Linked DNA regions of Mus musculus: all the other regions are linked to region 1. Evidence: chromatin contacts called from public Hi-C, HiCAR-type, HiChIP or PLAC-seq and promoter capture Hi-C data. All regions are on one chromosome and are shown on one strand. Each heading gives the region's core, a stretch centred on a gene start, on an enhancer-like site or on the middle of the called end of the contact. The rest is flanking DNA. Distances are from core to core; before and after follow the strand shown. Region 1 holds the start of Setd7 (SET domain containing (lysine methyltransferase) 7). Region 2 has its middle 15 kb from the start of Gm30235. Region 3 overlaps Cog6 (component of oligomeric golgi complex 6). Region 4 holds the start of Lhfp (lipoma HMGIC fusion partner). Region 5 has its middle 40 kb from the start of Gm30292. Region 6 overlaps Gm30235 (a long non-coding RNA gene).

Region 1 (4,629 bases), core at 1,171-3,670:
TTGGACTTGCTATGCAGCCGAGGGTGACCTTGACCTCCTGATGCTCCTGCCTCCGCCTCCACCTGCAGGTGTGTATGCCACGGGCCTGGTTTTTGTTCACATGCCAGTGCTAGGATCATAAACAACAGAGCACATTTTCTAAACATCAGCCCTGGAGAAGGTGGCTTGGGCTGGGGGCACTATCTGTGCTTAAGGGTTTGTTTTTAAAAATTGCAAGTAAAAGAACAGGAGGAGGGGCTGGAGAGATGGCTGAGTGGTTAAGAGCCCCGGCTGCTCTTCCATAAAACCTGGGAAGAATTCCCAGTACCCACATGGAAGCTCACAACTGTCTGTAACATCAGTTCCAGGGAATATGACATCCTCACGCTGACATACATGCAAACAGAAACACCACTGCGCATGACATTAAAGAATAAAAAAATCACCATCATCAACAACAACACAAACAAACCTAAAAAATACTGTTTAGGGCAAAAAAACCCCAGGAAGAATGAGAGCGACAGTGGCACTTTGTTAAGAACACTTTTTCTGTCATAGCAGAAATTTACAAGAAGTCAATAACTTTGGAAGTTAAAGAAGGCTTCCTATGATTGGCTCAAACAATGCTAGCTGGGCCTCATTAATCCCAACACTGGGTTTATTTAGAGAAATGTAAGCTCTGTGGATCCGCATTTTAGTCTCTCCAAAAGTTACAAGCAAAACTATGTACTTAAAAGTTGTTAAAAAAAAAACAAACAAACAAAACAAAAACTAAAATGAAGAAATACATTTTACAAAGTAAATTAGAATGGATGCCTTTCCGGAAATTCAAAAAATTATTCTGCTTCATCTCACCCTAAGCCTTCAGCAGTCTGCAAAAGTTGTATTTATGGACACACCAAAGAGATTTCTCCCCACGTAGCACTAACAAGTACATATCCATATGCATTTGTTAAGCACAGCCACTTTTTCTTTATCGTTTGTCAGACCTGTTTATACAAATGAGATCAAAACCAGATTCAACCACCGACTTAAAATTAGTCAGTTGCTGTGTTTAACAAATTCTGGAACAACACTACGCAATCTTGCAAAAACATCACGGGAACACTATCTGGGATAGAATAAGATAAATAATAAATACGCTTAAGAGTGTTTTCCAGTGTTCGTTGTTACAAAATCATAACCTCTCAAGCCACAAACAACGAGATTGTATAACGTCGCCACGGACGTTTTATAAGTAGGGGGGCAAAAAAGAAAAAAAAAAAAAAAAAAGAGGCGGAGAAACTCAGCAAAACACGGTGGCGACGGGAGTCGGGGGAGGGGTGCGCAAGAGGGGGCGGAGAAACCTGACACCCAGGCGGTGATATCACCGGCAGCCGACAGCTCGGAATTCAGAAAGTTAAGTGTCACCCAGCAATTTGGGTCCCGGCTGGAGCGTCCGCACGGCGCGCCTGCACCTCGCTGGGAAGCCGGGAGGGGGAAGGGCGGGTGGCTGAGTTCGCCCAGGGGCAGGGTAGCCTGGTGGGGAGCGGCGTGCTCTACCTAGCCATGATTTCATCTTTTTTTTTTTTTTTTTTTTTTTTTTTTTTTTTACCCCGGAGGAGCGGCCAGGGCCGCCATGTGCCTGGTGTGCGGCCGGGTGCGTTGCGATGGGAGACCCACCTAGACCCGGCCCTGGTGGCCATGGGACGCAGCGACTCAGTCAGGAAAAGGGCAGGCGGTCGGAGAGGGGAAGTCGAGGTGGCTGAAACAACGCTGCCCCGCGGAGATCGCGGGCCTCAAGGGACTGCCCTCCCATCCTCCATCCCCGCAAGGACTAAGGCCAAGGTGCTAGGCAGCGTCGCAACTCCCAGGGAGGATGCTGCCGAGGCCAGGCGGGATGCAGGGGCCCAGCTTTCCCAGGGCGGCGGACCCCGCGGGGCCCCATTCCCCGCCCCTGCCCCGCCGCGCCCCGCACGCTCCCGGCGGCGTGGCGTAGGCAGTGCAGCCCCCGCCTGAGCCGAGCGACCCGCCATCCGCTTAGGGACCGCGGCGGCCTTCGGCTCGGCCCGGCGCGCGTCGCAGACCGCCACTCTTTTGGCGCTTTCCGCCCCAGGCGCCTGTCCCCACCCCAGAGTCCTGGAGAAAAGCTTGTACCTTCCACGGCTTCCTCCACCACCTCATCGTCGCTATCCATGGCGGCTGAGACCCTACCCAGCCCGGGGCCGTGCGGCCGGCTCCCGTCCCTCTGGGTGCTCCTGGTGGCTGAGCGAGCGCTGGAGCTAAGCCCTGCGAGTTTGGAGGAGGGGGAGGAGGGGGAGGAAGAGGAGGAGCAGTCGGGGCGGCTCGCGCTGCCTCCCCCTACAGTCCTTTCAATTCCTCCGCCAGCCGCGGCAGCCGCAGCCGCCGCCCCCTCTCCTCTCGTCCCCGGTCCCGGAGGCTCTGGGGTGCTGCCGCCACTGCAACTTTCTCCTGTGATACCCCCTCTTTGTTATGGAGCAGCTGATCCGCTGACATCACCCGGCGCCGGTGCGCTCCCTCCCTCGTTGATTGACAGTTCCCTGTCCTTTCCCAGAAGTGAGGATCCTTAGAACCCAAGGTGCTCCGGAGCTGCGCCGCCTCTTAAGACCAGGCAGTGGGCAGACCAGGCGGCGTTTACCTTTTGGCTTGGTTCACTGTTCGCCAGCCACGCGGTCCAGGTCGCCGCCGGCTGTTCGCTAGCGCCGGGGGCCTCGAGGGTACCCGCCTGGGGTGGGTGAGGGGCTCAGAGCACCTGATACCCCACGATGTGCCACCAGGGACTTGGAAGTGCGTCATGCTGGGTGTTCCTACCACTATCTCACTCCTGGACAGCTGGAGCGCACTCGGAACTAAGGAAGCCTTTGGTTCCTGAGCTTCTACTTCCTCTTGCCCTCGAGCCCCACTTCACTCGGCTCGCTACTGCCCAGAGTTGCAAAGTGCGGCGGGCCCAGGAGCGCAGGTGCCCCGTCCCCCTTCCACTGCCCAGCGCTGCCTCCACAAGCCAGTTCCCTCGACTCCAGGGGGCGTCCTGCGTCCTGGATTCCTCCCGACTGAACGTCCTACCCAGGAGTCCCCAGTCTCCATCTTCTTTCGCATCTCCAGGCCCCTAGAGAGATCCAGGAATTCAGCAAACCCAAATGGCAGCAGGCTGGTAATCAGGCCGCACCCGAGCTTTGGCCGATTCCTTCTCCTTGTCTTGAAGATGGAGCCACCAAGCGGAGAGCCGGAGCCAGGACCCTGTGTCTAGCGCTCCTCCTTCTCTCGCCTCCGGTCCTGTATTTGTGATGTCCCTAGATGTTTCTTTAGTTTCTCCAAGTGCCAACCACTTCACAGACTCAGGCATCTTTGAGGGAAGAAAACTCCCTTCCCAGCCCAGCCACTTAAAGAGTGTCATTATGTCCTCTTACAGGTGGCAGCAAAGGATCTCTTTAAATAGCGGGTTAAATGCATGCGCATGTACCCAATGTACTGTGGAATTACCCGGTGCTGGTCTGGCCTTCTGCCAAGAACAGTCATCGTGGCGGGTGGGAAGGATGGGGCAGGAACCAAAGAAAGTTGTTCCTTTTCGTTTTCTGAACAATAAATGAGGCAGGATTTCAAGTCACTTCCAAAGCCTGAGAGAGTCCCCCCCCTCCTTAATTTCTTAAATGCCTTTTTTTTTTCATTTTCTTTTTCTTTTTTATTTAAGGCAGGATCTCCTGTAGCCCGGTCTCTCACCTCTAACTCACTGTATACAGGAAGACGATTTTGAGCTAATCATCCCGCCTCTATCTTCACAGCCCCGTAATTACAAACCTTGGCAGCATGCTGAATTTATAGTACTGGAGATACAATCCAGACTTTTCCATGCTAGAAAAGCAAGCTCTCCACCAAATGAGCTGCACCCCCACTGGCTGATATATGTCAGCCAGAAAAAAAAAAAAAGTAAAAGAAACAGGGCATGGTGGTATTAATCGCTGCACTAGGGAGGCAGAGGCAGGTAGATCTCCGAGTTCAAGGCCAGCCTGTTTGGTGTATAGAGTGAGTTCCTGGTCAGCCAGGGCTACATAGAGAAATACTGTCTCAAAGGGAAAACCACTTAAGAGAAAAATTATGGAGACACTAACCCCAAATACCATCAGAAATGTTAGCTCCATTCTGACTGCGTTCGAAAGAGGAAGGTTGTGGATGTGGAGTTAGAAGGCTTAGGGTCCAGTCTCCTTCACCTGCAAAGTGCACCAGGGTGGCCACTCTGGCAGTATGGGTTCCTCTTCTGGGCATTAGATACTCAGGCCATATGGGGAGGGACTTCTGTGGTTTAGGCTGGTTTACTCTTTGACCCTTTAGCCTAGGCTACACCACTGTACACACTGGCTCAGGCTACGCTGTCCTGAAATCTTCCATACCCCTCTGAAGTCTGTCTTGGGATTGATCTCCTTAAGGGTCTTCCAGGACAGGTACCAGGGACCTTTGTTAGGCTCCACAGAAATCTACACCTGCAGGGAAATATGAAAGGATACCTTCAGATTATAATTTAATCTTTTTTAAAAAACGATTTGATTTGATTTATGTGTGTGTGTACACTCATGCATGTGTATACGGCTGCATGCTGTGTGTGTGTGTGTGTGTGTGTGTGTGTGTGTATACCAAAGGAGGCCAGAGTGCATTGGA
Region 2 (4,578 bases), core at 1,059-3,558, 1.1 Mb after region 1:
GAATCCAAAATTGTATTCTGCACTTAGCTGGAGAGAGAAGTCATAAAGACAAATAAATGAGGAGTAATAAATATGATGAATATAAAATAAGCTCCCCGCCTTATCTAGAGAGAATTTCAGTGTGTTGGAATCTGCCTATAAGTTGAAAGGATGCATTCAATCATATATTATTCAGATTCTTTTACAGGTGGGTTTAAGTAGTTAAGTATGCAGAGCAGGTTTCTCCACTAGACATATTGATTCAACATCTGAATCGTCATTCATCAAGGACAAGGACCATCCTTCTTTAGCCTTGGTACAGTTGTTAGCAAGCCAAGCTTTTATTATAGCTGAGTTCTATGCATGTATGGTCACTGATTTCATGTGTCTAGAGAAACAACTGTCACACTGGTAGTCCCCAGTCCCCCAGATCTGGATCATTGTTCTAGAACCCCAAAGTCATGAGCCACTCCCTTCTTTTGACTAGGGTAGAGGGAACAGTCCCATTAAAGAACAGTCCAGCAGGGGGTACCTGAAGCCATGTCTGGAAATCCAGCCTACAGCCTACTTTCCTGTTTTCTGAGCACTGGTTTTCCTGTTTAAAATAGTTACAATGGCCTCTGCTTCCTGCTGCCAAACCCTGATAGAAAATGGTAGCATATGAACGGTGATTTATCTTTTACCTTAATTTTAAAATATGTCCTAGGATTGCTGCAGTTACATCCAGTCTGGCGACTACAACATGAGAACTCAGGTTCCAGCTCTGTAGCCGATGGGTACCTGTGCGTGTGACTTTAAAATGATTTTAATCACTTGAGAATTTCACACAATGTATTTTCATCATAATGATCTCCCCTCCCTCTTCAGGAGCATATAATCTTAAACAGCACTTCAACTTCTAAAGTCCTGTTTCCCTAGCTGCCAAATGAGGCACACACTGCTTGCTTCTCCCACCCGTCCTTAAACGCAGAGAACGTATGTAGCTTTGAGCAATGCAGTGTGACTGTTTGCTTTTCTCCTTGATACAATCCACTGTTATTCCTACAAACCCCAGCTTCTTCCTTTCTGAATGCATGTTGGAAAGCTGATATTCAACACAAAGTGGAAAAAATCAAATCAACTGTCCTGCCTCACATTCTACTCGGGATGCCCTAGGGGAAATTTCAAAGCAATGGTTCTGAAACTATCTACAGCCATAGCTGACATACATATACTCAGACTAATGGAGAAACTGAAAGGTGGTGGGCCTTTCAAAGTCAGACACCTCTCAAGACCGACATTCCTATCGTCTACCCTGTCAGCCCCATGGCTGAAATAAAGTCCTGTGGGTGTGAAGTCAGAATCATCACAGCAGCGAATCATCGCGCGCTGGCTGCAGATCACGCAGTTCTCTAACACCGCTGAGAGTATTTGCGATGCAAAAGGCTTTTTTTGTTAGACTTGAGCTGGCTCATGCAGGTGGTTAAAAGCATATTAGGGAAACTGTTCTCATAAGCAAATTACATACCCATTAACACGAACCATTAAAAAATGAACTACGGAAATAAGTACAGTGATATTTATATGTCTTTCATGCCTGATAAAGCCTGTTTGCTGGTGGGACAGACAGCCCAGCAAGCCGCAGCTGAGCCTCCGTGCAGGTGCCACGCCCAGGATTATCCTCACCCACTGTTGCTCTCTGACAGGATCCCTTCTTTTGCCTAGACAGTATTCATCTTGGGGTCTCTAATCAAGGCCTGTACTTCGAGGAGAAAATTGAGATTAATACCTCTCTACTGGCAGAGATTCTAAGCATGACCATAGTTTCTGTCTCCCATGAATTAATCATTTTATTACTTCTAGATTTTAATTGTCCAAAGCCAACTTCCCAATGTATTCTCTACAGGTATCCTCACCATTGCAAAGCGGGTCTCATTTGCTTAATTTGCTAGATAAGGAAAACAACTTTGGGAGCTAATGTTATTTAGGTATATTCATTTTATTTATCTATTCGGTACTGGGGAAATAATCTAGGGCCTTGAGAATACTAAGGTTCACTTAACCCTGAGCTTCGTCAACTTTAATTATTTTAATTAGCATTTTTAGTTAATGGAGATTGGAATAGAATAGCAATAGGAAATTAATAAAGTTTAATGAGCTCAATTTGAATGGATCTAGCATCTTACTGTTAAAAGAAGCCAGTGCTGGGCGCTGCCCCAGTGAAAGCGATACTGTAACATTCTGGCCTCTTTGCTGTTTCCTGTCTGTTTCCTACTTTGTGTCTGCGCAGTTTTCCCCATGAGCAAACACACATTCATCCAGTGTGACACACATGGCAGGGTAGGCGAGAGGAACTAAAGCAACAGGAAATGGTGTCACCCTTTTGGCTGTGAGCCATTCTATATAGTGTCAAGTGCACTGTATATCAGGGGGAGAACCTGTCTGTCTAATTTACTCTAGTTCTGATTAAAATGAGTGAGTGGAGAGCCTCGTATATCCCGAAGAGCTCCCTCTGCATACATCTGAGTAACCATTAGCTAGAAGTGGCATTTATATCCTTGGAATAAAAAAAAAAGCGGGGGTGGGGCAGGGGATACATACAGAAGAGAAAGACAGGGAGAACCATGTAAATTACTTTTGCTTTGTTTTTATGCATATGAACATCTTATTCATCTGTCTGAGTACCCTGTGCATCCTGTGAGTGGAGTTATGAACTGTCGTGAACTGCAAATGTGCATGCTGGCAATGGAACCCAGGGCCTCTGCACGAACAAATGCTCTTAACCATTGATCCATCCCTCTGGTCCAGGAAGAAACACTTACGAGAGAAGATCTATAGCTGTTTGCCAGAAGTGATATTTAAAAAAAAATCATTAAAAAAGTGAATGTCAATAAATAATGCTAGAATTTTCAAGTATATAGTTTTTATTTTCTTAATTTAAAATTTTAAATTCAATTATATTCTTGAAGTGTATTAGACTTTATTTTATTTGTACTGTGTACAGGTGTATAAGTGTGTGCGTGGGGGCGGGCATGGACATGGCCTATGTGCACGTGGAGGCAACTGATTTTCTCCTTTCACGCTTGTGGATACTAGAGATTAAATTCAAGTCATCAGGCTTGGTGGCAGGCATCTTTACCTAACGAGATACTAGAGATTAAATTCAAGTCATCAGGCTTGGTGGCAGGCATCTTTACCTAACGAACCGGCTTGCCAGCCCCAAGTTTGTAGATTTTCTATGTCCTGTCTTTTTAGAGCTTCACAGTAACCCTGTGTAGTAGGTAGAAATATTGCTCTAATTTCAAGTTTGTGTATAAAGAAACTAATTTAGGTTTGAGACATAGCTCAGTGTTTGAGCACTTAAGTGACATTCTTAATCCAGCACCACAGGGAAAAGAAAAAGAAAAAGAAAAAGATTTGGTTCAATAACGTCTCTTTGACCTGTGGACACCGCAAATTTCATTATAAATGATTTAGAGAAGTGTGCATATCTGAATAATGTATTAGCTACTATTTTGTTTCTAGATGTCAGACTATTCTACTAATTAATTTAATGTCACGTCAGGATTAGAATCAGGCAGGGATACCCTGGAGCAGACAGAAACATGACATGACTGCCTTCCAAATGAGAATTTTGCTTCTATGAGCAGTCATGTTGGCCTGGCTGTGTATCTATTAAGCTCAAAGTATGGAGCAAGCGAAACCTGCCAGACATTTGTCGATGTTTTTCTTGCTCTGCCTGATAGAAGTTATCTATCCCAGCTGATGAGATGGTTCAGTGGGCAAAGGAGTTTGTTGCCAAGCCTATGGCCTGAGTTTGATCCCTGGAACCCCATATGGTAGAAGGAGAGACCCAAATCTCTCAGGTTGTCCTTTGATCTCCACGGATGTACAGTGTCATGCATGCATACATACATAATATACACTGCTCCCCCCAATGTGTCAGCAAATGTAAAACAGAAAAGAAAGTTTGGGGACTGGGCTCAACTCACAGAAATGGTTACCCCAAGGACCTGATGGCATGAGCCCAGACTTTGGAACCTACATGGAGATGGAGGAGGGGTGAAGCCAACTTCACAGATCTGACCTCTAACCTCTTCACTGTGCTATCGCACACATACACACACTACACACACCACACATCACATACATGCCACACATACACACCTCACACAAACTTGTCACATACACCAATGATGATGATGATAATAAATTAAAATATTTAAAGAACATATAGACCCCAAAGAGACACAGAACTGAAAAAAAAAACCAATAGAGAGCGTTATTTGGAATGTTCTGGATTGCTTACAGGTAAATGAGGATCAGCCTTGTCTTGCTCCAGTTATCTGTTCAGCTGTGGTGTCAACAACTAGAAATTAGCTGGACGTCTCGGCCATGTGATCTCGGCCATGTGATCACAAGACAGGCATTTTCTGTACTTAGAGCTTCTTTGCTTTGTTAGGAAGCCGCCAGTCTTCTATCATTATCCTATGGGCTAGGGATGGCATAGTTTTCATCCCTGGGACACCACAATCTAGAGAGACAAATGAAGAGGCCCCCAAGCAAAGCAACAACTAAAACCATTCAAAACAACGCAATCATAATGTTTGCAAGAATGCG
Region 3 (4,828 bases), core at 94-2,593, 1.4 Mb after region 1:
AAAGCAGCGGGACCTTCCATAAGCGGACGCTCATTGCCAATAAAGCTGTGGTTTAGATGTTACACAGAACTTACAAGTCATCGTACTTAATCCCGAAACTCCCAGCTGACTTTATGCCTCTATTTATAATCCCAAATCACGGGGACCTTTACACTGCTATGCAGAGGCAGCTAATGGGCAAGAGAACATTGCTCCCTACAGATTCAAGTCAATATTGATTTACCTCCATGTTAGCTGAGAATGAAAGAAATTGACCTACAACCGCATACTAGGAAAACTATTAATTCTCAATCTTCAAAGTAAAGACTCATAGATTAAAAACCCTAACCACCCTTGGTGTCATTGCCAGGCAGCAATTATCTGCAAATGCCATCGACATCATCAAGAGAGCAGTGTCTTCACCTGCTCAGGTGACCTATGAAGGATGCTCTCTGGATCTTTGTATGCGTTGTCTGGATTCATCACGGCTGCATGCACTTCCGCGTAGGCTCTGCAGACGAGCTCTGTAGACTGCTTTATAATCTGCTCCCTATGGATGAGCAAACACAACCAGAAGATAACAGAAGCCCAGCAACCGCAAGCACACACATCTGGATGATGTCATGCTTCAGCCCCACGCTGCCCAGTTCCTACTAGTGGGCAGTGTTTACTGTTTATTAAAGTCTCCGTCGTCACATGCACCCTCCTGAGCCAGGGGCTGCATTTTACCCAGTGCTTGGCCATGAGGAACAGAACAGTGCCCCACATATAGATGTGCCTGCACTTAGAATGGGCTTACATCTGCTGAAACAAGCTAAAAAAAAAATGAGCGAAGAAAAATACATTTAATCTCCAAAGAGTAGAGTCACGTAAAGGTTCATCTCTTGAAGCAGTTTCTCTTGTGGGGCCTTGTAAGTGAAACCCAAAAGACCAGGCTGTTCTCCAAGACTTACAAGCTCCCCAACACAGCAAAACGTTAGAGAGGACTTTATAAATGAGCCACACTGTAAGTCACAGAGTAATAGAATAACCCCGGAGCTAATTTGCCATGAGAAAAGTGAGTGAACTAAGGGTCGATCATCTTCACGTTCCTACCAACTTCTTATGTCCTTCAAAATGCTGAACATTAAGAAATCGTTTACCCAGTTACAAGTGTCAAAATTTCAAAACTCTTAGTACAGATCAGTAAGGAAGTACACAGAGAAACCATTCTTATTAACCATGCTCTGTAAACTGGTTGTATTTGAAACAGTTATTTAAAGCACTGAGCTAACAAATGAATTGCTTGCTTCTAGAATCAGGGAGCTTGTTACTCAGTACTTAGGATTCTCGTTGCCTAACAACCCGCAGCATTGCCACAAACCTACTGGTCCTAAAAATAGCTTCTCTCCACATTCAGGTTCTGAGATCACTGAGAGTGAGCTTTCCTAGGGTGCAATCCAATGCACACCAGGAGAAAAACTTCAACAATTAAGGGCTATGCAGACAATACAGTTTGCTTTTACTGGGGCTAGGAGTTGAAGCCAGGGTTTGCCCAGACCCTCAGAAAATTCTCTACCATTGAGCCCCGAGGTCCACACAGTTCATGAACACACTCATTCAGCTTGCTAAAGACAACACTGTCTTCTACCTGCAGTGTCTCCAACCCAAAGTCATCTCCTGTAAGTAAGTACTGCTCTTCCCTCTGGCTGCCCTAAGATGCTTCTCTTATGGTAATAAGGTATCATATGACAGTGATCAAGCTTTTGGTGATCTGAGGACACTGGAGTGCCCTGTGCAACTTCTCTGTCCAGGCTTTCTTACTGTTAAGCATGCTGATCCACATCTCGCATGGCATCTGGAGAAACTTCTCGCATTAATAAGCCCTGCCTGGTCCCTCAGGAGGGATGGATGTTGTATTTTAGATAGTGTACTTTCCAGGTCTAAGTGCAGCAGGCTGTAACTTCCTTCCTTCCTTATTCTCTCGGTGTACTGATGCTTTCCTTTAGTGCACAGACACGTTTCCAAGGCTCGCTGTAAATATCTGCTCATGGCACACACATCAGCTGTGGCTCTGTTTCTATTAACTGATCATTTTTCTCTTTTGGGTTCACGTTTCCTGTTCCTAAGCAGTCCTGGGTGTTCCTACAGTTCTGGATGGACTCATGTCTTCATGTACGACGCTCCCAGTCATCCTTCAAAGCAGTGAGTTCTGCTAGGAAGTCAGTGAGCTGAGTTCAAGATTAGCATGGTATTTAGTGTGAGCTCAGGACTCCAACAACCCATCTTTATCCTACTTCCTGGGGTCTCCTGAGCACTGTCCAGGCTATAGTTGCTTTTCTGCAGATAAGTTTCCAGAAGTTATTCTATCATGTTTGCTTTCCTTTACTTAATTAAGAACTTGTTTAGTTTTGTTTATACAGGTTATTTGTTTATACAGATAATGAATATAGTTGCTAGCTCCAAGAAAAACACACCCCACTTCCTTCAAACCAAAATAAAGAAAATAACCCCCACAAAACAAAAACCAATTATTTCACTAAGCCCATGCTTTTACTTTTAATAAATATAAAAAAATTTGAATCTAAAACTAAAATAGCTCTTAAATCATATATACACCTCTGCATGTTCATTTGGAAACACACGCTTCCCTGTTTCTTAAGTTTCTTACAGAATCTATTCTGCTACTGGCAGAGTCCTAAGTCAGGTTACCATGATGCTCAAGGTGATCACTGCGTCTGGCAGCAAAGAGAGTAACATCGTTCTAATTTATCCAAAGGGAAAAGAAAACATCTTTAAAACCATTCATTTTTCTATTTCTCTCCCTATGTTCTAGACTTCTTGGTCCCGTATAAGTATATCTGCTTAGTAGTTTCCTTCAAGACCAAATGTCCAATCAAACTCTCTGTTGAAAGATAAAACTTGGGACAAACAAGTTCCAGTAGAGCACTGTGCACACAGAGGGACTCCCTGCTGGAGCCCCGCCTCCCTGTCTCCTCCCTGCTGGAGCCCCGCCTCCCTGCCTCCTCACTGCTGAAGCCCCGCCTCCCTGTCTCCTCCCTGCTGGAGCCCCGCCTCCCTGTCTCCTCCCTGCTGGAGCCCCGCCTCCCTGTCTCCTCCCTGCTGGAGCCCCGCCTCCCTGTCTCCTCCCTGCTGGAGCCCCGCCTCCCTGCCACCTCACTGCTGAAGCTCCAACCTCCTTGTCTTCTTACTGCTGTACTCTCTTACACCAGGCAGCTGCAAGCTGTGCCCTGTCACCATGCTAGTATGGATCCATGTGTGCTATGTTCCAAACTATCCATTAACTGAATTTTAACTTCAGATGAGTTTACCACACTGTATCCCCACTCTAAATTAAGGAGACATGTACAATATTTAATAGCTTTAAATCTACAGAAAAACAGATGCAAAGTAGACCATAAGACAGTCATCTACACTGCAAAATATGTAGGACATGGTCAAAATTATCAACACTGCCTTGACTTGCTTACAATATATAGGGATTTGGTGTCATGTCTATTTGACTTCAATTATAGTCAGAGCAATTTAAAATCATTAGCAAAGTAAGATTATATATTAATGAGAGAGATTGAAGGGAAATATAGGCAAGGAGTAAGTATGGCTAAGGTTAATTCTTTGGGGTACTAAGGCAGGTAAAGTATTGAAGACTATAGTTCTTCAAAGGCAAGTATCTCAGTCTTAAAAATATTGTATTTTTAAGAAGATTATTTGATATTTAAAGGTGTATGCATTTCCCCTATCCTGGGAGCAGACACTTACTTCACTGTGGCACTGAGAAGGGAATTCAGCTGTGGCATCAGGAGGTGGTCTGGGGCTGAGAGGTAGCGGTCAAACTGAGCCTGAGAGGAGAGCGGACAAGAGATGTAAGGAAGGCTACGGAGCTACAAACACCTGCTCCTGGGGAGCGTTAAAACCTCAGAAGGTCCCCAGCAAAGCTGTCTAAGGATGTGTTCAAAAGAGCAGTTCTTAAAACATGTTAGTTAACACCCTAAAACGCCTATATTAAACACGCATGCACCAGGGTTTGAAAAGGTTGGCAGAATAGAGTGAAGAGAGAGTGTAACATACAACTTTCATTTTATGTGTGCATGTTTCTGTGTGAACACGTTTGTGGAGGCCTGTGTATATGTGTGTGTATGTGTGTGTGTATGTGTGTGTATATGTGTGCGTGTGTGTGTACAGAGGACAGAGGACAACTTTGGGTGCTATTCTCCAGGTACCATTCACCTCCCCCCCCCCCCCCACGCGCCAAGACAGAGTCTCTAGTAGCCTAGACCTTGGCAAGTGGACGAGGCTGGCCAGTGAACCCCACGGCTCCCTGAGGTTTCCCTCCTCTTGCCAGCACTTGGGATTACAGGTGTGCGCCACCACATCTGGCGTTTTAAGTGGGTGCTAGGGACTGAGTTCAGGCTCTCAGACTTGGGTGGCAAGCACGTTACTGACTGCACCATCCCTGAACCTTATAAATATCTTTCCAAGAAAGTTAGTTAGGTCTTTTTAAGTGAATCCTAAATCTACTCGTTGTCATCAGAATTTTTAAACATGATTTTTTTTCTCTGAAATTCCAGTTTCTAGTACAGTTTTTACTTTAATATATACGATGATTGTTTTTTCTTTGTGGAGTTTTTTTTGTTTGTTTGTTTTTTGTTTTTGTTTTGTTTTTACCATGATATAATGTACCCTATGCATTTCACTTAGGGCTCTCAACTACAGGCTCTCCAACAGCAGCACTGCCAGTCCTCCTGTCTCTTCTGCAGAGTCGTTAGCATAAGCCTTTTAGTTACGTTCAGTCCTGGAATATGGCTGTGATGGTTAATGTCAATTGCCTGCTTGGCAGGGCCTTGAGTTC
Region 4 (4,500 bases), core at 1,830-4,329, 1.5 Mb after region 1:
AAGCACCATAGTACCAAGTTGACTTGTGTATATTACTGTCATTGAGCATATGCAGTATCCATAGTGCTTAATGAGAGATACAGTTATTAGAAGAAACACGCAACTTACGGTGATTTAAACCATATGAACACTTTATTGTTTACTCAGGACTATTCACAAGGGTCTAGGCATGGTGGCACATGCCCATCATTCCATCAGAAAGAAAATTCAAAAGGAAATAAGGAGCTGACATTGTGAGAATGTTGGGTCATGTCCCTATAGCCTTCCTATTCTCATAAATACAAGATGGTTGTTGTAATGCCAAACATTTAATGCTTTAAGAACAGGAGCAAAGACAGCCAGGAAGATGGGGGAAACAATCTCTCAGGCTTCCCTGCTTGAGCACGGAGTATTTTCCCCCAAGTTCTCCTTAGTAGATTCATTGGCTACAGGGACATTGAGTAACCACCACGGAGTTTAAGGGAAGTCAGAGGAGCATCTGTTGAACAAAGGGGGCGGGATTGGAAGTAACATTGGATAAGCAACTGAAAGTGTTGTCATGAATGCCCACAGTCTCCCATACCTCCATGATACCATCTGACTACTCAATAGCCCTGCTTAAGGCAAACATTCTGCTCCCGAGCCTGGAGCAGGAGGTACATCAGCATCTGCTGTGTGGGAACTTCCGGCTGTGAAGAAACTTAGGGATCCTTTGAAGATGTAAATCGAATGCAAAGGTTTTCAAAGATAGCATAATGCATGTGCTGGTAAAGTATACATGCCAGAATCTGGAGGGTAATTCAGAAGATTTTATAGCTTGAGAAGATAATTATATGGTGGGATGAAAAAGAAATGAGTTGTGATTCTATAGCTGCCTTGAGTGAGACACTGGAAGGATCCAGACCTGTCACCTCATCTGTGCAGTCACCCACTTGCACAGATTAGATGACCCCTACCTCCCTTCTCCGAGGTAGGAGTGCCCATATTGCCATCACACTGACAGTTCAGAAACATTAAATGGAATTGGTTTCAAGCTCTGTTTTACAAATGAGGGGACAGACTCGTCTGAGTTGGAATGTCGAGTCCCAGGAAGTGCAGCCCACAAGGACTCCACACATGATGAATATTTCATTCTGATAGGATTCTAAGCTTTTGACTTCTTCATTTCTTCCTTTTTCATATTAGCCAAACCTCTCCGGTAATGTTTACATTACTTAATAGAATGCAAATAATGAGATTTCTTTTTTTTAGAAGTCTGTGTTTTAATCATATGCTTACAGGTTAATCAGCTGTTTCTCTGTGAAATGATAACTGCCTTCGTGGCTTTTCTCTCCCTTTTTTTGAGAATTAGATGAAGTCATCTATTCATACACCCAGTGTACTGACACGCAGTAATGAAAGAATTTGCAACGGACGCCTCCTTGGCAATCCATGTCACTTTCTCAAGCTCCTCTAAGCTTGAGAAAGTGTCCTAGACTGGATACCCGGTGGGTAGTGTGTGAGTGAGTGTTTGTGTGTGGGTGAGTCTGGCTGCCACTGTATAATTTTGTCTAGGCTGGTATCTGCTACCTCCACATTACATAGATATGAGATATGTGATAGCCAGGCGGTGGTATTTAGCTACAAGTCAGACCTGTTATTATATGGCCACCATGCTCAATAACTGGTGATTTGCACAAGCAGAGTTAAAAAACGTACGTTAACAAAGGAAAACTTCAAATCCAGATCTCTAAACCTGAGGTTCATGGGTGAGCTAAAAACCATGTGACATTTTGAAACATGACTTCCCAGCCTTGGCCCTACTCACACTTCAAGCTAGATGATTCTGGGTGTGCCCTGTGTAGTTACAGAGCAGACTCCTGGCTTTATGGACTGGCTGCCAGTAGGGCCTTCCCAGTCTATGGGTCATGCTTACCCCAAATATCTCCAGACTCTGCCAAATGTCTCCCAGGAACTATTCTTTCCTCTTCTCAAGACTATTGTGATAAACTTAATGTGTATTACATCGCTTTCCTGGGAGGCTCATTACCTGTATCCTATTCCTACAAAGGAAAGGCTTGGAATCAATCACTTAAAACCTTTCAAACAATCCTGAAACAACCTGTCTCCAGCTGATGCCGCCCAATTCAATGGTGCACTCGAAATTTTATTATGAAATATATTCCTACCCAGTTATTACTTCCAGCTGCTTTGAAAAAGGCACATCACAAAAACTGCATCTAGGCAAGTATGTACTTCAAAAGTTGCTGGTCCCAGATGGCAGCTTCCTAAAATAACTGTCCTCTGTGGAGACTCCAGAGGTCAGTCAGTCACCCACAGAATACGGCTCTGGCTTCCGAAGGGTTAAAAAGGCTGATGGCAAGTCAGAACTGGGCAGGGCCTGAGAAGAAATCAAAAGGAGCAGATTTCAGAAAGGAAATTCAAAGGTTGTGTAGATAGATGTTAAAGCTGATCATGGGTTGGGGAGTGGAGTGGGTAAGAGGCAGGGAAGGGGACGGGAGGAGAAAGGAGGGTAGCAGAAAGAGGAGAGAGGGTGAGAGGGGAGGTAAGGGAGTGGGGGGAAACCCAGGAAAGAGGAAGAGGAAAAAGAGGAAGAGAAATGTCTTGAAAGAAGTTCCCAAAGGTTTGCAGCTGTTGGGAGAGGCTGGCAGGGGAGTAGCCTGCCTTCTTTCTTTCTGGCTTTGCCCCCACGGAATCCAGCAGCCTCGCATGGCGTGCCCAGCCTTCTCTTTCCTATGTCCACACCCGTCATGCTCTCTGCCCTCCAAAGTGACCACTTCTCAAGAGCCCCTTAAAGCTCATAGACATCGCTCTCCCCATCTCTGAGGCTACTTCCCATCCTGGTCCTCATAAAGGCCGCGCGAACACTGCAGCCCCAGACCCCAGGGTTTGACCCAGAAAAGCAAACAGGGGTCGGGTGTGGCCTCGGCGCCCCCGGGGAGCTGCGGGGAAGGCGAGCAACTTTCTCCCTGGATTCTCAGTCTGTCTGCCGCCCCCACTCTCGCGCGTCCAGGACTGCGCGGCGGGGCCGAGGGGAGGGGACAGCGGCAAAGGGAGGGCGGGGAAGAGGCGGCGCGTGCCTCGCCTGCCAAAGCTGGAGCCGGCATCCACCGTGTTCCCGGGCCGCACGGCCGCAGCCGGCGGGCTCTCCGGGTGGGTCCCCCTGACCCTCCACCCCAGCTCTCCAGACTCGCCTCGATCTCCGTCGGGATAGTGGCAAAGGCAAGAAAGACAGTCTTCTTTGGTGCCGCGCTGTCCCCGCCAGGGAAAGACAGCAAGTTGTGCTGCGCCCGGGACTCGCGAGGGACCGCGGCCGCCGCCCGACCGGGTAAGTAGCGCGCCCCGGGGCCCCGTGCCCGGGTCCCTCCTGTCTTTCCGAGTGGCATAGTTCAGCTGAGGTCCTGTCGGCCTCCGGGGGGTGCTGCCTTCCTTTCCATCCTTATCCGTCCCTTTCTCAGAGCCGGCTGCAAGAACTTCCCCGTGCCGCTTTGCATCCAGAGATCATTGTGTGTGTTCCTGTGTGCTCCAGGGTGCGGTGCGTGCGTCTAGCAGTTTTGGGGGAGGATGGTGGGTTTAAGTTCATCTGGACTAGGGTAACTCACTCCAGCTGAGAAAGAGGTCCCTTTCTTCCCACTCCCCACCTTTAATGGTAACCCCCAGACCAACTCAACTTCAGCCTCTGCTCACAGCTGACACGATTTTAAAAACCGTAGCCAGAGGGAGCTCCCCTTTGGGTAGAATCCAGAACAGAGGGCGAGCAAAGTGTAGGAGACTGGAGTTTGGAAGCAGTTTGCAGATGGAACCCGACGGGGTGGGGGTGTTCTTCTGTGTTCTTTGTGGAGAGTGTAGCCAGGTGTGCAAGCCAGCCCACCTCATCGAACCCTTTTGAATAGCTGACTTGACATTAGGTATTGGAAAAGAGTGAGTGCTTGGTCTGAAATGGCCAGCAGGTGAAAGCACTGAAGCCAAGGAGTCAAAATAGGAGGCGTGAACACATTTGCCCCGGAAAATTAAGACAGAAGGCGTTTTTAGTGTTATCGAGTACTGGGGGTGTGTAACTATATATCACCCGATATATACACCCGAGTGGTGAATACTGTTAGTTAAATTTACAGTAACTGGGGGTGTGTAACTATATATCCAATGTATACACCTGAGTGGTGAATACTGTTAGTTAAATTTACAGTACTTCTGTAATTGTATGAAGTTCCCACTATCATGTTGCTTGGTTGGCACACTCATCAAGTGATGCCGAGGAGTGGCTAGAAACTAAGTGTGAACTTGCAAGCCAAATAAACAAACTACTGTATGGTCCATTTTATTTTAATATCCGGAATTATGTCTCCTGCTAGTAAAAAATGCTACATTGCTTTTAATGTGAGTATGTGAAATGAATTCACTGGCTTGGCAAATAGAAGCCATTCGTTTCTTTAAGTAAATAGCTGTCAGAGTTAATTTGGGAGCATTTTTACAGGAGATAAAGACGTGGAAAAGCTTTGAGCTAGTTTGGCAAAACTTGTA
Region 5 (4,714 bases), core at 605-3,104, 1.3 Mb after region 1:
GGTACATGCAATGCTAACACGTGAGAGGCTGAGGGAGGATGCTAAGTTCAAGTCTAGACTGATATCTGCTGCCTCCCCTCCATATATATGTATATATAAAGTATATTATGTATAATCGCATATAATCATATACATGGTGCATTAAAAAGTGCATCCTTTTCCAAATTACTTTTTTATTAGGCAGATGTCATGATTTAGATAAATGTCTATAAAAGGCCTATATGGTTTTTGAATACTGAACCTCAGGCTAACTCTACCGAAAGGTGTTGTGGACCTGAGGAAGATGGACTGGACGGGGGGGGGGGGGGGGGTCTTTCAGTCATTGGGGGACTTTGGCCTCTCCCTCCTTCTCTTCTGTTTTCTGGCCGTAAGGTAGCATTGATTCTGCTCCGTGCTCCTGTTATTGCTGGCCAGCGTGCCCACCAGTCACCTGAAGCAACAGGAATACTGATGAGAGCCTAGAACCTCCAAAAGCAGGAGTCAAAACTCACCTGTTCTCTTAATGAGTTAATTAACTCGAGTCTTCTGTTATTGTGGCAAAAAGCAAACAAAGCATAAACGTGAAGCTTCCCTTCCGGATAAAGGTGACATGGCATGAATGACTAAAAAACTAAATATATTTTCCAAAGAAATAAATATGGTGGAGAGATCTGTGGAGGCAAATGTCTAGAAGTTTCAAGAAGTGTCAAGGAGTTCAAGCCTTTTAATGCCAGAGGCAATATCTGCCTTACAAATTCATAGCTTACACACTTTGGAGACCTCGAACCTTACTAGTGTGTTTAAGAATCCTCACACTTAGTGCCTCTTAACACACTGAAATTACTAGGCATATTTCAAATAAACCCTTTATAAACTTAGTGGAACGCATGGATAAAGGTATGCCACGAGTTATGGAGCAGACAGTGCTGTTGATTAACAGTGCTATTGATTCACTGATTTCTTTGGCTTGGCACATTTTTCTTCTCTGTCTCTGTTGATCCTGCTGATCGTGTGGCTCACTTCCTCTATCTGACACATTCTTAAGATGGTTGGAATGTCGCTCTTTCATCAAAGGTGAAAGGCCAAATTTCAACTCCATGCAGAGTTGGCTATTTCTGACAGCGGCTCTTTCCCTGGCAACAGAGGGTGCTGAGCTCCCGAGCAAGAGACCATTGTTTGTTTCGTTAATGAAATTAATTTTGCAGCTATTCACAAGATGCTCCGCGGTTCTGGGAAGCATTAGAACAAAAGAGCTCCCCTGTGCCAACCTCAGGTCTATGTAGACTGACATTCAAACAGGCTTACAGGTAAATCCTGTACTGTAGGGGATTTCATACTCTAATAATTACCACCAAAGGATTACTTGTTCAATAAATTAACAATTATATAAAATCTTGTGATAACAAATATTAATTTATCAAAATTAAGGTCTCATGAATTCATCTCCAACTGTCATTCCCATAGCCTCTCTGCTGAGAAACAAAAGATTCGGGAAACTTGGCAATGTATGAACTGGAAGCAAAACTTCACTCACTAATGGATCTATCCAAACTGATGCCATTTGAGCAACTTATTTTGGTAATAGCTTTTAAACAGGGGTTGGGGTGGGGGGTGGGGAATGAACCAATCTTCTACCTACTGAGTGTTCCTCTCATTTGATTTGCTAGTTAGACCACATTCACAGCCCAAGGAACAGGATGGACTCGTGTGCCACACAGGAAGACAGATGTGGGGTTTTCATCCCCCTGCAGTTGCACTTTTTGCCTTTGCTACTTTTCTTGACTTTTATTTTCATTCTGTGCCTAGCAACTCCTTAATTAACATTTTAGATGAGAACGTCAAAGCCACCGAGATGGCAGGCTGCTACTATTCTTGGTCTTGCTGACACTTTCCCAGTGGCAGAATGACAGTCACAGCTGCAGTCATTCTAAGGAATTTGACTGGAATTAGCATGAGAGTTGGGTCACAAAAGCTTCCTTCCTATAGTTTAGTATTTATTTGTTTACTTTTAAAGCGGTTTAGATTGTCCTGAATGGCTGGGCCCAAACAGAAAACCTCTCTGGGGACACGGTTGAGTGTGAATCTCATTTTGAAGGGCCACAGCTCATATGTTAAAAAAAAAAAAAAAAATCATCCTAATTCAAGCTGTGCGCCTCTCAATGTTTTCAGACTCCATGCTCATGGCATTGTGCAAAACAGACATGGAAAAGATGTTCTCTGCCAGCAAGTGGTTCTCAAGCTTATCAGTTTACTCGTAGCTTTCCCGAAGGCTCCGCGTTCACTATGCTGTCCACATCGGCTGCATACAACAGCGGCATCTCGTTCAGTTTTATATGGGAGGTCGGTTATTACTTATGCTGAGCACATCAACGGCTAAGTCAGCCAAGCCCGTGAACAGACACACGAGGCGGACGTGAGCTGATAGTCTTCTTTCTAAAGAGCACATTTGATAAAGTCAGGGGTGAGCACTTGATGTCTGTCTGTCCTGTCTTCTTTGCTTCACCCTGGCCTGTTGGAGACAGATGCAGTAGGCCGTGCAGTGGTCACTGATTTTATTCTCTATCCATCCCTGCACTGGCTGGCTGTTCCTCCAGTGTCTCCTTTCCCTCTCTTGGGTGGCTCAGCCTCTAGCATTCTAACTGGGTCGGGCTTGGGGAAGTCTTCCTGGTTCAACCCCACAGTAATATTTGTTCTCCAAGCAGTCCATAAATTCCCCTGCACACTCCCAGAGCAGGGGTCACCAGCCCTGTCAAAGTGGTGTTTCACAAGTCAAGGCCAGCTACTGAAATTCCTTGAGAAAAGAGGACAGATTCCCCTTTCTATACTGAAAGGGGACTTTCTGGAGTGACAGTGGTGACTTTGCAAGAGTTTTGATGTAGGAAGCATGGCCTAATAGAGTAAGTAAAAGCAATGAGAGTGATGCTCTTAGAGCCTGCCCCTGGAAATGGATTTCCTGAGAGGAATGAGAGTCAGGAGAAAGTGAACAAACTTTAAACTGCTCAAGGAACAAGAGGCAAGCAGAAATCCTGGCCCTGTGTACGCTTTACACATACAGAGCACACCCTATGTATGATATGAAAATAGTATCTGAAAGCAAGGCAGCATGGACTATGTCCTGCATTAAACGGATTCACTGTGAGGCAGGAGAAGTCTTATCCCAGCCAGGAGCACACAGTCATGGGACTGGTCCTGACAGGAACGTAGACCCAGCTATGTACAGATGAACTGATTGATGATGGGGGTGGGGCTAAGAAAGAACAGCTTCTAATATCAGATTTGAATAAGATCCTGGTCTGAACAGCTTTAAGGCATCTGTGTGCACATGATCAACGGGGTCCGTGGTCACAAAACTCTTGCAGAAACGGAGGTAGAATCATTTTGAGCCTGTGGAAGCAGTCTACATCCCTGCAGGCTAGCCTAGCTCCTGAGACATTCTGTCATGGCATCCATCCTCCCTCCAGCATCCAGGACTTCTGCGCGCTAATTGGGTTTAAGGAAAACCTGTAATCCCAGTGTTCTGGCAGCTGGGACAGAAAGACTGAAAGCTTAAGGGCAGCCTGGGCTACAGAGTGAGTGATACATTGTCTCAAAAATAAAATCATAAAATAGCTCAAAATAAAATCAATAGAAGTATTTCTGTTTAAAGTACTGAATATTTAAATACTGACTATAAGAATGGACAGCACTCTTGTCTGAAGCTGTAGTCATCAGATGGCTCCCGGAAAAGCATCAACGACCCCCGAGACTTCTGTGTATACCCTGTGGGCAACTCATTTTTATCAGAATCTTTCTTCTCCTTCCTGTGTTGCCAGAACCTTTTGGACATGGGTTCTGGACCAGGAAAGACTATAGTCAGTAGAAATGCACTTGTTGCACCCTGAAGCTTCTCTGGGTCCATCCAACTCTTGGACCTGGGGACTTCCCAAGACTTTGCCCTAGGCTGCTGGAGAGTCTCATCTGTCTTCTCTGCTTGGCTGTACACTCACTGATGGCTAATGGGAGCAGGCTGTAGCGTGGGAAAGGCGAAGAGGGTTGCTACAGTGTTGCGGAGACTCAACGCTAGGCAGACTCTAGCTACCTTTGACAGCGACAGGCTGTTGAAGAGCAAGCGCTGCCTGCAGAGAGCTGGACTGTGGTTTGCTACTGTGGACACTGACTTCATTTGTTCTTATTTCTTGTTCTCAAGACAGCCTATGAATGCAGACTTGCCTGGAATTTTGAAGTGCATAGATTATTAAGGTAGGGAAGAGAAAATGTGGGTGTTAGAGGGGGACCACACCCAGGCAGCTGCCTAGGATACAGGCTCTGTAGTGTATTCTAGAAGTCCCTGGCAGAGCTCGGCCTCCAACAGAATTCTCCTCTGCCCTGAGACCGCCCATCTTCTCCTTCCAGGTTGTCTCAGCAGAACTCACCGTCTTGGCTGGCCTCTTCAGCCCTGGTTCATCTTCTCATCTGTCAGGGACCCACCTGTGGCTTTAATGTGGGCCTGCCTGAGCCCCACCCTCCTACACCCTGTGGTTATCGGTCCTCCACCCTGATCTTATCATCTGCAGGAAATCAAAACACCATGTGTGTGAGCATAAAATTCTGTCATTTATTTGTGTTGCAGACTTCAGGAAGAGGAGAGAAAGAGAAAAAAAAAAAATCACAGTTCACTTTTCATTAAAAAAAAGGGGAGGGGGGTCACAACGTTTAATTCTTAGTGACCTAAAGTCAGCTAAAGTCAGCTTCACTA
Region 6 (4,297 bases), core at 521-3,020, 1.1 Mb after region 1:
CAAGAATTTCTGAATGTCACATTATGCCACCTGGATATTGGAACAAGGGCCATAGACATGAGCAGTCAACACAACTTGATGGAAGAGTGGATGTTATTAGCCATGTCCTTGCTGTAGAGGGAGAAGGAAAGACCCATGTCACTCAATTTGGGAAACAGAAATAAATAGACCACCTTGTACAGGCCTGAGAAAAACAGGCCTCCTGGGGTTTTGTCCCTCTTGCTTCTGAAAGAAAGTAAACAACAAAGAGACAAAATGAATTTCTGTTCCTGGCCTTCTACCCAGGGCCTCCGTTAGCTTGGGCAGTCCCCTCAGACTGGAAGAGTGGGGAAGGAATTTAAGGTTGTGAGAGCTTTGGGGTCTCTCAGGAATTGGTAAGAGACCAGTGCCTTCGTGGACAGCAGGGGTCAGAGGGAGCTGGAAGCTGGGGTTCACTGCTTTCTTCTCTGGTCCCATGAGAGGCTCAGCCTGCTCTGCCCTGCTCCTCCAGCTTGCAACTTTCTTCCAGCTTGGTTGGGTTATTGTGAGTGGGAAAGCTCCTGGGGATGAACTGTGGTTGGGTTATTGTGGGAGAGAGGAGGGAGCTGGATGGCCAGTCAGTCCTGTCCAAGCAGTGAGCTGATGGGTGATTCATGACCATCTGGGACTGAAAACAGATTTAGAGGGAAAAGCTGCTCAAGGTAACGAAAGACAAGAAATCCACAAATGACACTCAGAGCCTTCAGCTGGGTTTGGGAAGCTTGTCTCGCCACTGAAACGAAAGGAAAACAAAGTATATGTGACTATGCGGCTGAGAAGTCTGAGGGGTGTGTCTCTGATGTAGTAGGAAGCAGTTGTGACCGACTTCATCGTATGTATTTACTTTAATAGGTTTTGAAACTGATAATGAAAAAAATCTGGGAAGCAGAGAAGGGAATTGGTTGCATATGTTGGTTCTTGTTATTTTCCTTAACACTAAAGGCTAAGTAGGAGAATTCCTTGTATGTATGTATACACACACACACACACACACACACACACACACACACACACACACACACACACCTTTAAACCCTCCCCTTGAAATTCAAGAGACTTTACCTATAGTAATGAAATTGTAACCTCTGGCAATGACAACTCTGGAAGATGTGACAAGATGCAGCAACTGGTTAATATTTACCAAGCAAGGGTTTTAAAACTCATTTGCCCTGAAGTAACCTGTGAGAAAGCTGTGTATGATAGAACTTTAAACTCCCACTCACCTTTGAACACCTTTATATTTAAACTAATGGAGTCTAGAATCAAATTACGTATTTAAGGAACGTTCCCAATAAAATATGTCCCAGCTCAGTACACTCAGTTTGTGTTTTCCAATTATAACTTAATTGAGATAGACCCCAGAAAACAAAACAAAAAAAGTGATTAGTGATATTGCTAAAGATTTTTTCAGATTTTATGTCGGGGTTATTTTCACTACACATTCGCAATTTATTTCTCCATTTTGTTTTTCTGCCCAGAATGTAGGGTTACAATTATCATACAAGTAGTTCGCCAAGTGTGTATTATTAGCTATGTGATGAATCAGTACATGTCTCAAGACCAGTTCTTTAAATAACCAGGTGTCCCCCTTTTAACCGTTGCATACAAAAATATAAACACTGACACGAGACAGGTCTTCCTGACCCTGTAAGATTGACAGCCAAGGACTACCTGTGTTTACACTCGTAGATAAGGACAGCTTATCTCTCTGACATGCTGTGTCTGGAATTTTGAAACACAACCCATGACTTGGCTTTTCTAGGCATAGAAGGACTTCATGTACCTCTGGCCACTCTGCCCTTGTTTGCCACATACGGATGGGTGAGAGCATCCCCTTTGGTTCAACTATTTTATTCTGTTTCCCTTGGAACCATGCACCTGGATGCCTTTGGGCTGTTGTATTTCTGTGGATCACTTTGGTCTCGGGGCATCCTCTGACATTTCTACTGTGGACAGACTCTGGGTTGAACTTCAGTCCCCTTCCCCAATCCATCCACATATTTTGTCTGTTTGTTTATTTTTGTTTTGTAGTGATGGGTATTGAAGCTAGGCAGGTGTTCCATAGCCCCCCTTTTTCTTTTCTTCCTTCCTTCCTTCCTTTCTTTCTTTTTTCTTTTTGTCGAGACAGAGTTTCACTAAATTGCCTAGGCTAACCTTGTATTTACTCTGTGGCGCACGTTGGCCTTGAACTTCCGATCCTCCTGTATCAGCATCCCTAAGTCTGCTGCAGAGAGAATCTTTAATAGGAAGTTTAGGTGGATTGAATTCTTAAGGGTGGAGGTCTTAGTCTGCAAGGACTGTGGGTTCGTAAGAAGTGCAAGAGGAGTTCGCTGAGCTCTTCTTTCAGAGGACCTATGCTTTGTTCTCAGCATCTACATGCTGGCTCCATTTGTAATTCCAGTTCCAGGGGATCTGATGCCCTCCATGGGCACTGCTCACACATGGCGCTCAGATGTACTCATACATATAGAATAAAAATAATTGTAAAAAATAGGAACAGAGGTTTCTCCCTTTGCCACGAGAACACAATAAGAAGTTACTGTTTGAAAGCCAGAAGCAGCATCCTACCTGGCTGGTACCCCGATCCTCCAGTTTCCAGAGCCATAAGAAAATAAATCTCCATTGTCTAAGCTGCTCACTGTGGTATCTTTGCCACACCCCCCAATACTAATACAGATGTGGAGCTGGTACAAAAGAACTGTCAAGGCACAACTTGTTTGAGCAGAACGCATCTTGTTCCTCGGTAGTCCTTCCTTAAGGCAGCGTTCTCCGTTCCTCCTTCCCTCTGTGTAACTTGTACGTACACAAATGCTGATGCTCTTTCTGTACTGATATACAGCGTTTATCAAGGTCTCAAAGGGGGCTAAACCCTGTACTCAGTGTTTTGGAATTGTTTGTTACAGGAGCAAGACATACTGAGGTGAACCAATTGAAGTCATTAATCTTTATAATGACTCAGAAAGGTTGTCAGGATTATCAGCTCCCCCACTTCATATTTACTAAACTGATAATTTAGTGACTCAGGTAGCGGAGTGAGAATTTGAATTCCGCTTTCAGCGCCCCTGTTGTGAACCACTTGTTATGCTCCCACGAGAAGCCTGTTTTAAGCCCCACCACGGACTTGTGCAGTAGGTGATATGAAGATCCTTATTTTGCTGACAGAGGAAACCGAGGCACAAAATGTCCATGGTACCATTCCCAGCATCATGCATTCAAACCTAGGCTCGCCAAACAAGGCTGGAAGCTTCTACCCTTACTATCTACACACATCCTCTAAAGCTGATGATGCTGGAGACAGATTGTCTCCTGCAGGTGCTGTCAATGGAGTTTCCATGGAAAGGCCAATGCAGGGAACTGTTCCAGGAGGTTGGGATGCATGCTTGCAGAAGTAGACAGAGTTGGTGATGCTCTTTTGGCCACGGGTACCAACTCTACATCCGGCTGCATTCCATGTATTTTACCAGAGACTCCTGTCTCAGAGGCAGGGAGGGGACTCAAGTCTCTGGGCTCTGACTTAGACAGAGTCGATGTGTTTAGGAGTCAAAGCTTCTTTGTCTGACATTGGAACAACTTCTCTCGTTCAAAGTCGGCTGTGCACCTGCAGATTTCCCATTAAACTGCCTGCCGAATCAGGAATAATGATTCTCAGGGGGAAGAGATATTATTTGCATTTGAATTAATGTTGAGTTCAGAGTCACAGATTCCTCATCAAGAAGAATTTAGAGCAATCGCTGATATCCTGGGGATCTGTGACCAGCTCATTATTTTCATCTCACAGGGTAGCACTAGAATTCTTAATTTTTTTCAAGTCTTCTTTCAAAAGTTTGGCTCCTTTTACCCCCCTGATCATAATTATAATAATTTTGAAACATCAGTCTGCTCAAATATCAAGGTGTTGAATGGATAATTTCACTTTAATGAATTTGTCTCATATGGGCTTATTTTCCACATCTGTCCTGAACTGAATAGCTAACTGGTTAATATGAGAGCTGTTCCGTTTCATTAGCTTCTCCCTGTTCGTCTCCTCGAGGTGGAACTGATGGTCTGCCTGTCGTGAGCCCTGTCAGCCATTTCCAAATTCTGTTCTTAAACACTGATGCCAAGGAAGAATTAAAAAAAATAGTCTTTTCATCTAGACAAACTGCAGGATTCCACACTCAGTGGCTTCTGCAAGATTAGCAAGTGTTTGTTATGGACGTCATAACCTGAGAACAACATGGGCAAAATGTTCAGAGAAGGACACACAACCTTGGCAAGAACTGGTGTCAGTGGAGACAAG

Evidence for each region. Promoter capture Hi-C pulls out the DNA fragments that hold promoters and counts their contacts. Hi-C and Micro-C count contacts between places; a contact is called where the count stands out from the background. HiCAR-type assays count read pairs that join an accessible place to other places. HiChIP or PLAC-seq counts read pairs in DNA pulled down with a chosen protein or histone mark.
Region 2: a contact with region 1 is called in an H3K27ac HiChIP or PLAC-seq map of thymic regulatory T cells, with 4 times the contacts expected there. The contact joins the enhancer-like site here to the promoter of Setd7 in region 1. A contact is called at or near these places in 2 of 39 promoter capture datasets (liver and pre-B cells) and 2 of 115 datasets of contacts at active chromatin or transcription factors (microglia and thymic regulatory T cells).
Region 3: a Hi-C map of cortical neurons shows a contact between it and region 1, with 1.6 times the contacts expected there. The contact joins the enhancer-like site here to the promoter of Setd7 in region 1. A contact is called at or near these places in 9 of 39 promoter capture datasets (the 3T3-L1 cell line, the SN4741 cell line, cranial neural crest and 5 more), 1 of 15 datasets of contacts at CTCF or cohesin (large pre-B cells), 2 of 484 Hi-C or Micro-C datasets (cortical neurons and forebrain), 10 of 115 datasets of contacts at active chromatin or transcription factors (the NIH/3T3 cell line, T-cell acute lymphoblastic leukemia, cardiomyocytes and 7 more) and 1 of 9 other capture datasets (liver).
Region 4: a contact with region 1 is called in a HiCAR-type map of astrocytes, with 4 times the contacts expected there. The contact joins the promoter of Lhfp here to the promoter of Setd7 in region 1. A contact is called at or near these places in 3 of 39 promoter capture datasets (hippocampal neurons and liver) and 4 of 115 datasets of contacts at active chromatin or transcription factors (astrocytes, embryonic stem cells and regulatory T cells).
Region 5: a contact with region 1 is called in an H3K4me3 HiChIP or PLAC-seq map of stem cell-derived neural progenitor cells, with 4 times the contacts expected there. The contact joins the enhancer-like site here to the promoter of Setd7 in region 1. A contact is called at or near these places in 7 of 39 promoter capture datasets (the 3T3-L1 cell line, the SN4741 cell line, hippocampal neurons and 2 more), 1 of 484 Hi-C or Micro-C datasets (CD8 T cells), 8 of 115 datasets of contacts at active chromatin or transcription factors (the 230-238 cell line, bone marrow-derived macrophages, cardiomyocytes and 5 more) and 2 of 9 other capture datasets (adipose tissue and liver).
Region 6: a promoter capture Hi-C map of liver shows a contact between it and region 1, with 2.6 times the contacts expected there. The contact joins the enhancer-like site here to the promoter of Setd7 in region 1. A contact is called at or near these places in 4 of 39 promoter capture datasets (hippocampal neurons, liver and pre-B cells) and 1 of 115 datasets of contacts at active chromatin or transcription factors (pancreatic cancer cells).

The regions. Positions count from the first base shown.
Region 1 is chr3:51,558,403-51,563,031 of GRCm38.p6, forward strand. It overlaps Setd7 (SET domain containing (lysine methyltransferase) 7), which reads right to left and starts at 2,421. Exons shown (of 8, transcript NM_080793.5): 1 at 2,116-2,421. The coding sequence starts at 2,155. It overlaps 5031434O11Rik (RIKEN cDNA 5031434O11 gene), which reads left to right and starts at 1,583. Exons shown (of 5, transcript NR_160686.1): 1 at 1,583-1,806; 2 at 2,347-2,487.
Region 2 is chr3:52,632,288-52,636,865 of GRCm38.p6, forward strand. No RefSeq gene overlaps it. Among named protein-coding and RNA genes, the nearest start is that of Gm30235, 15 kb to the right of the region's middle. Within about 2 kb of position 2,309, at least 95 of the 459 cell types and tissues checked have an H3K27ac peak or open chromatin away from gene starts, as enhancers often do. A contact at or near this core is called in pre-B cells and thymic regulatory T cells, where this site is marked.
Region 3 is chr3:52,982,663-52,987,490 of GRCm38.p6, forward strand. It overlaps Cog6 (component of oligomeric golgi complex 6), which reads right to left. Exons shown (of 19, transcript NM_026225.3): 18 at 3,739-3,818; 19 at 1-529. The coding sequence ends at 382. Among named protein-coding and RNA genes, the nearest start is that of Gm30402, 27 kb to the left of the region's middle. Within about 2 kb of position 1,344, at least 70 of the 459 cell types and tissues checked have an H3K27ac peak or open chromatin away from gene starts, as enhancers often do. A contact at or near this core is called in the NIH/3T3 cell line, cortical neurons and hippocampal neurons, where this site is marked.
Region 4 is chr3:53,038,468-53,042,967 of GRCm38.p6, forward strand. It overlaps Lhfp (lipoma HMGIC fusion partner), which reads left to right and starts at 3,080. Exons shown (of 4, transcript NM_175386.3): 1 at 3,080-3,307.
Region 5 is chr3:52,835,912-52,840,625 of GRCm38.p6, forward strand. No RefSeq gene overlaps it. Among named protein-coding and RNA genes, the nearest start is that of Gm30292, 40 kb to the left of the region's middle. Within about 2 kb of position 1,855, at least 18 of the 459 cell types and tissues checked have an H3K27ac peak or open chromatin away from gene starts, as enhancers often do. A contact at or near this core is called in stem cell-derived neural progenitor cells, where this site is marked.
Region 6 is chr3:52,651,486-52,655,782 of GRCm38.p6, forward strand. All of the region lies in intron 1 of Gm30235 (a long non-coding RNA gene), which reads left to right. Among named protein-coding and RNA genes, the nearest start is that of Gm30235, 3.7 kb to the left of the region's middle. Within about 2 kb of position 1,771, at least 9 of the 459 cell types and tissues checked have an H3K27ac peak or open chromatin away from gene starts, as enhancers often do. A contact at or near this core is called in liver, where this site is marked.